Regions from separate parts of the Gossypium hirsutum genome. Here region 1 is linked to region 2. Evidence: chromatin contacts called from public Hi-C data. All regions are on one chromosome and are shown on one strand. Each heading gives the region's core, a stretch centred on a gene start, on an enhancer-like site or on the middle of the called end of the contact. The rest is flanking DNA. Distances are from core to core; before and after follow the strand shown. Region 1 holds the start of LOC107955252 (E3 ubiquitin-protein ligase RNF4). Region 2 holds the start of LOC107955249 (protein WHAT'S THIS FACTOR 1 homolog, chloroplastic).

Region 1 (3,983 bases), core at 1,173-3,672, 140 kb after region 2:
TATAAGAAATTGTTTAAGTCAAAAATGAATATTTGTGAACAATGTGGATATCATTTGAAAATGAGTAGTTCAGATGGAATCAAAGTTTTTATTGATCCAGACACTTGGGGTCCTATGGATGAAGACATGATCTCTCTGAATCCCATTGAATTTCAGTCTGGAGAAGAGCTTTATAAAGATCGTATTGATTTTTATCAAAGAAATATAGGATTAACTAGGCTATTTAAACAAACACAGGTCAATTAAACGGTATTCCTATAGCAATCGGGGTTATGGATTTCCAGTTTATTGGGGGGAGTATGGGATCCGTAGTAGGCAAGAAAATCATCCGTTTGATCAAACATGCTACCAATAATTTTTACTTCTTATTCTAGTGTGTGCTTCTGGAGGAGCACGCTTGCAAGAAAGAAGTTTGAGCATGATGCAAATGGCTAAAATATCTCCCACTTTATATGATTATCGATCAAATAAAAAGTTATTTTATGTATCAATTCTTACATCTCCCACTACCGATGGAGTGACCGCGAGTTTTGGTATGTTGGAGGATATCATTATTGTTGAATCCAATGCCTATACTGCATTTGTGGGTAAAAAAGTAATTGAGCAAACATTGAATAAAACAATATTGGAAGGTTCACAGTCGGCTGAATATTTATTCCATAAGGGTTTATTCGATTCAATCGTACCATGTAATCCTTTAAAAGGTATTCTGAGTGAGCTAGACTCTTAAGTGAAAATTTTTTTATTTGTAGAGAAAAGGTAGTTAGTTAGTTTATCAGAATCAAAGTCAAAACCTGTGTAATGGGCTTTGACTTTGTGACAAAAAAAGGAATTGTCGAAAAACAAATTATGTGAAAAATTATTTTTATCTGATATTACTATTGAATAAACCTCTATCAACAAGATAAAAAGTGAATTTTTTTCTTCTGTGAAATGAAATTCGAATTTGGAGAGACAAATAAAATGAAATTTATCTTCCTCCATTGCATATGTATATATAATTTAAATAGAGAAAAAATAGAATAGAAATATAGAGTTTTGCATCTTTCTATATCTCTCGAAAATTCTATTTTTACTAATAATTCCTATTCTTGGATTAGATTCTAACGAATTGAATCTTTCAACAATTTGTAATAGACTATTTCTTTATTAAATTAAAAAATTCAAATTAAAAGACAAGAACAATAGAATAATAAGAAAAGTAAGAATAAAATAAGATAATAAAAAAATACAAATGTGAATGGAAAAAAGAATCTAACTCGAAACTCAAAAACAAAACCACTAACATTTAACTATTTAGCTAGAAGCTAATTATATAAAAAAAGTAATTTAACTTAAAGGAAAACGCATCCAGTGCGGGGCGCTTTTACACTTTCTCTAAAAACGATTTATTTCCCTAAATTTTCAAAAAATCTATCTATTTAATCAATTTACTTTTTTTTGGCACATTTGACCTATTTAGCCTAAATTTTTATTTTTATTTATAAAAATATAAAAAACAAAAAACACTTACAAAATCATATATCTTACTTTGCAAATAAGAGAATTTTTGATAATTGTTTACAAATAGTATAGATATAAAAAGGTCTAAATGATCTTCCTTCTATTAACACATACGGGGCACATCATCTTATTCTCAAATTTTTTTATTAATTAATTCAAATAATTAATATTGTTAATTTTTTTATTAAAATATTACGTTGTTATATATAATTTTAATGTCTTAAAACTCTTAGAGATTGATAGAGTGGCTTCACATTTCTTTTGAGTTTGTCTTTGTTTTCTTTTTTCCATTATAAGATAATAGTCTCTATATTATACTGAAATGTGAGATTTAATATATACATGCTTTAATTTTTTATACAATTTGATTCCTCTATTTTATAATATCATTAGTTAGGCTAAACAATTAATAATGTTAATTATGTCAATCAAATGTTGATGTCAATTTTTCTTATGAACACAACAACAACAACAAAAAATATTTTATCATGATAAGTTCAAATGAGTAATTTTAAGGAAAAAAAATTTTAATTAGTATTTTCAACATTATAATTATTATTACATAATTATCAAGTAAATATATATTTTAAATTTTAAAATTTTACTCTAATAAATTTAATAAAAAAATTAATAATGATAATAACTAAATTAAATTTTTAAATTCAAAAAATATAAAAATTAAATTCCTAAAAATTAAAATAAGAATTAAATTACAAATGTATAAAAAATATAAAATTTTTAAAATTTTTATTCCATAGTTTCACATAAACATTAAGCCACTTGCTAAGAATGAGAATCTAGGATGAATCTAACTTTTAAAAATGAACAAAGATTTTTAAAATAGCCACGTGGTGCATATGTGAGTCACCACGTGACAGGTATTAGAATCAGAGAGATCAAGCCACGTGGAAACCAAGATTTCCTGGTTTGTGACTAGCAGTTCCTTTCCATTCCCTCGCACTAAAATCTTTTGCCTGTTTAAAAACCCTAAATTCACAAGATTTTCGTAAGGTTTTCCACCTTCCCTCATCTCCCTCCCTTCCTTCCTTCCAATTCTTAATTTTCTTTTTCCTTCCAATTCTTCTTCTTTTTTTTTTCTTTTGGGAATAATTCGAAAATTGATTCCATTTTTCCATGATTTCAAGGTATTTTTTTAATCTCTCATACTTTCTCTTGTTAATTTCTTTTATTTTTTTTTCAATTCGTTTTAATCAATGCGGTGATCTGGTTGATGTTCAATTGCTGAGATTTGAGATATTTTTATTATTTCTTTTCTAATCTTGATTGTTCTTAAATTAAATTTGATTAAATTTTTTAAAGTTCATTTTATATTTGATTATCAGTTTGTTATAATTGATTGGTTGCGGGTTTTTATCTGCCGATCGGTTCTAGTTCGAATGTTGACTAATTTAAAAAAAATGATTTTATGTCGAGTGGTTGTTCATTATCCCGTACTTCTTTAAAATAAATTAATTTAATCAACAATATCAAGCTGGAAATATGGAAATCAGTTGTTCACTCATATGGTGCTGTTTGGATCATTAAGGAAGCAAGCTTGAGAAAGAAAAAAAAAGATATCTTTTTTGCTAAAATATTATTCAAATTACTATTTGCATATTACTCTTTCATTTTTTTCAAATTAAGAATTTAGAAGAATTAAGTGTCTGTCTGCTCATTTTCTGGATCTTTTTGAGTTCTAAATCATGAGTTTTTTTTTTGTTACTGTCGAGATTGAACCAAGTATTTGTGAGTTTCTTATACTTTTCAAGTGTTACTTTTCTCGTGCTTCAATCGGGTGAAAGAATTTATTGGTTTTAGTGAAAACTTGATGTGGAAGTTCAAGGTGATTGTTTTTAGGTATTGTTGAGGCTGCATATTTGAATAGCACTTAGGAAAAATATTAAGCCGAACATGAGCACAATAGAAGTGAGGGGGCCTTCTCTTAGAGGGTATCGACGAAGGAAGGCACTCCTGGATCTCAATGTTCCTCCCACTGAAATCAGGGAACAGGAGGGTACTTCGCAGCAGGCTGGATCTGAGCAACTGACTGCTCAACCCGTACAGCCTCCACCACCTGCAACTATTGATGTTGAAGCTATTGATGATGATGTAATTGAATCTTCTGCTATAGCATTCGCAGCGGTATGCAGTTCTTGTTCAATAGTATTTTGTTTTCACATTAACTGTACATTAAACTTGTCTTTATGGATTCATTTGCATTATGTCGACTGTTATTAATTTTCTTGGGGTTTTATGTCAGGCTAAAAACAATTCTAGGAGAAGCCGTGGAAGGACTGTTGTTGACGTAGATTCAGGTAGCTAAATTTATTAGGGAAGGGTGTGTCTAATATTTTCTTTTTCATCATCTGCTACCTGCATTGCCGTAAGCATGTTGCATAAAAGAACCTTGTTCTATATATCTGCTCGACATCAAAAGATTCCTTTTTAGTTATATTATTGACGCCCATAATGATTTGATT
Region 2 (3,902 bases), core at 1,209-3,708:
GGGATAATATCCGTTCTTCTAATATGATCCTATCTTATCTTATGGTAATCATTAAATCTTCCTTTATGAAAAGTCAATCACTATTAATTAGTGATAAAGTCATCCATCATAAAAACGGACGGCCCGTGACCACGTTTACTTTCATCAACCATGTAATGCCAATGAGAGGATATCAGTTACTCATGTTTTGGACTATGAATTTCACTGTTGTGAATGACACTACATACTACAAAAGTTGTACAGCCAACGCATCAGCTTTCGGTTCCTTATCTATTTGAACTCAAGTCACCATCCACTTAGGATTTAAGTATGCCACACTATGAACGTTATAAGTGAATAAATCCATAAATGAATTTAGGATCTATTCTGTTTAGGTCCTATCCGATGTACTGTCAGTCCAGTCAGTCACATATATGTCTATATCTTCTAAGAGTCATTCGCTCCAGTGCCCAAGACAAAACATTTCCCTAATTGGACTTGATAGAAGATATATTAGTCTTTTAATCAGTTAGATCATTTTTTTATTAGACTAATGACATGTTTAGTTTTGTCTACTAATACAACCTATCTTTTCGTTTTATGATTTATCCATGTAGTACTGCTTAGCATTAATTAAACATTAGACTACCAATAAGCAACATTTATTGCCATTTTACTCTGCGTGAAAAAGCCATTTGAGGATAATAATACAAAGTATATTAATCGTAATAAATGGATTTGTTTTATTAACCAATTTGTTTGAAAAATTATAAGTGTATATTGACGAAAATACTGCATTTAGGGCACCAGATCTAATAGCTTCACCATCATCAGGTGAGTGTCCAAGTAAGTCGTAGTAGAGTGTCGCATGTTCAAACACTTTGCTTGAATTGATGACCGCATCACTGTCAACGGGGAGCTCTAGTTGCAGTGCGACATCTTCTAGTGTGATGGTGCATTCTCTACACGAAAAATAAAATGTGTGCATCTCTAAGCGCTGATGCGGAGATTATGTTTGCCCTCAACTCAAACATCCGGATCAATATCGTTGGTCGAAATCCGACAACATTTACGTAGGGCATAATCGTTCATCCGACCAGTAGCTCGAACCATGGACATGCACCCTCAGCATGCGATACTCACCCTAACCATATTAAATTAGTACATTAGTTAAAATCTTCCAATTAAATAAAAAAATTACGTGCAACTTTACATATATACTCGTGAATAAAAAATAACACATTTTTTTATCGGCACATCAATCATCTTTACTGTGTGATTGTTCTCTTATCAAAGAACCCATTTTGATATCTACAGAAACAATAAAAAATTAAATCGTCGACCAAACAAATAAACAATATACAAATAACAAAAACTATTTTTTTCCTAACCCATTTTTGTAATTAAATTTTTATATGCAATTTTTAAATACAAATTATATCTTAATATAAAAATATAAAAATTAATATTACAATATAAAAAATATATACACTAGTCAAACCAATCTTAATATTAATTTTAACACAAATCTAATCATTCAAACAAAAATATAATGTTGAATGTTATATCTTAAAATATACAAATTATAATTAAAAAAAAAACACTACCAAAATTACCTTAATGTTACTTTTAACACAAATATAATAAGTCAAACAAAAATATAATGTTGAATGTTATATCTTAAAATATACAAATTAGTATTACAATATAAAAAAACATACACTACCAAAACTATCTTAATATTACTTTTAACACAATTCTAATAATTCAAACAAAATTATATAATATTACCTTAATAATAATAATAATCTAATCTAATATTATTTTAATAATCCTTTAACATAAATCTAATCTAAAATATAAACAATAATTCTTTTTGCAAATTTAATATTACAAAAAATAGTTAACACACCTTAATAATCCTTAATTTTTTCTCCTCAAACCTCCAACAAACACTCAAATTTTTTTGTCTAACCCTCCCTTTTTTTTTTACCACGTGTGGTTGTTGCGGGGGACCAAACCCCCCCTTTTGTACTAAAAATTTAAACATAAAATAAGTTTAAAATTCAATAATAACAACAGATAAAAAAAAAGGAGAAAGGGAAATTAAGCAGAAATCGTGATTGATCGGTTACCTTTTTTACTTAATTTCCACATTTTCAGCTTTTTTTCTTATTTTTCCTTTTCTTTAATTTATCTATTCTAAAAATTTCAACTAATACTCCCTACCATTAAAAAATATTTTCTTAATTTGATATTCATAAAAAATATGGCAATATATACTGGTTCCGTCGATTGCTCAAACAATACTAAAAAAAATATATTTTCTTAGGGTAATGTCACTGATTGCTAAAATGCCACCAGTGAAACACAATCTGTTTTGCCTATTTTTTAAATAATTTTTCTATCCTATTTCAGAAAAAAAATTATTATTTTTATATTATTAGGGTAAGAAAGCGTATTTTCTTTATCCATTTCAGAGTAGTCCATCTGGTCCTATTGGGCTTGCCTCTTGTTAACTGTTTTCATTACTTCACCCACTAAACCCTAAATTCTACTATTCACAAATTCTGCTTTGCACCCAACTTCCTACTGAGAATTCCAAGAGTCATTTCAATGTTTTAGTCTGATCAATTGCTTTGGGGTTTCCTTTCTCCCTCGATGATTATTCCAGGTATTCTCTTCAAATCCCAAACCAGTTTTCCTTCCATTTTCAAATGATTATTCCAGGTATTCTCTTCAAATCCCAAACCAGTTTTCCTTCCATTTTCAACCTTAAGCATAACTTCAAATCTTTCTTAAACCCTAAGTTCACCCTCCAATTTAACCCCATTTCAAGCCTCAAAGTTGTTTGGAGAAAAGATTGGACATTAGATAAAGCAATTGAAAACGATAAACGATACAAGCTCTGTGCCCGGGTCGTCAAGGAAGTCCTAAACGAACCGGGTCAAGCCATCCCACTCCGCTACTTAGACAAAAGCCGGGAGAGGTTACGCCTTAATGTCAGAGTTAAAACCTTCATTAACAATAACCCGGGTCTTTTCGATACATACTATGATCGGATTAGACCAAAATCCGATCTTGTCCCGTTTTTGCGGCCTAGTAATAGGCTGAGGAATTTCCTAGAAGAAGAAAAACGGATTTATGATGAAAATGAGGACTTGGTTGTTTCTAAGCTTTGTAAGTTGTTGATGATGTCTAGATATAAGGTGATTAGTGTGGATAAATTGGTTCATGCGAAGAGGGAATTTGGTTTGCCAAATGATTTTTTGGTTAACTTAGTGCCCAAGTATTCGAATTACTTTAGGTTAACAGGGTCCCCTGGAGAGGGGCAATCGTTTCTGGAATTGGTTGAGTGGAATCCTGAGTTCGCTAAATCTGTTATCGAGCAAAGAGCAGAAGAGGAATCCCACTTAACAGGGATTCGAGTTAGGCCGAATTTTAACTATAAGTTACCACCGGGGTTTTCTCTTAGGAAAGAAATGAGAGAATGGGTTAGGGATTGGTTGGAGTTAGATTATATTTCTCCATATGAGGATGTGTCACATTTGGACCAAGCCTCACGAGAAATGGAGAAGAGGATGGTGGCAGTTTTGCATGAGCTGCTTTCCCTGTCATTGTTGAAGCGGGTTCCGGTGCCGATATTGGGGAAGTTTACCAATGACTACAGGTTTTCGAATGCTTTTTCTAGTGCATTCACGAGGCATTCAGGGATATTCTATATGTCACTAAAAGGTGGGATCAAGACTGCAGTGCTGAGAGAGGCATATAAGGGTGATGAGTTGATTGATAAAGATCCGTTACTTGGTATAAAGGATAAGTTTGTTGAGTTGCTGGAGGAAGGATGGAGGGAGAGAGCCAAGATGTTGAGGGTGCGAAGAGAACAAGTTAAGAAGGATATGGAAATGATGGCAGCAAAGAAT

Evidence for each region. A called contact is a pair of places that touch in the nucleus more often than the background predicts.
Region 1: a contact with region 2 is called in a Hi-C map of leaf, with 1.9 times the contacts expected there. The contact joins the promoter of LOC107955252 here to the promoter of LOC107955249 in region 2. A contact is called at or near these places in 3 of 34 Hi-C or Micro-C datasets (hypocotyl and leaf).

Annotation. Positions count from the first base shown.
Region 1 is chrA07:46,094,628-46,098,610 of Gossypium_hirsutum_v2.1, forward strand. It overlaps LOC107955252 (E3 ubiquitin-protein ligase RNF4), which reads left to right and starts at 2,423. Exons shown (of 6, transcript XR_001699871.2): 1 at 2,423-2,648; 2 at 3,361-3,645; 3 at 3,764-3,818.
Region 2 is chrA07:45,958,799-45,962,700 of Gossypium_hirsutum_v2.1, forward strand. It overlaps LOC107955249 (protein WHAT'S THIS FACTOR 1 homolog, chloroplastic), which reads left to right and starts at 2,459. Exons shown (of 1, transcript XM_016890990.2): 1 at 2,459-3,902. The coding sequence starts at 2,697.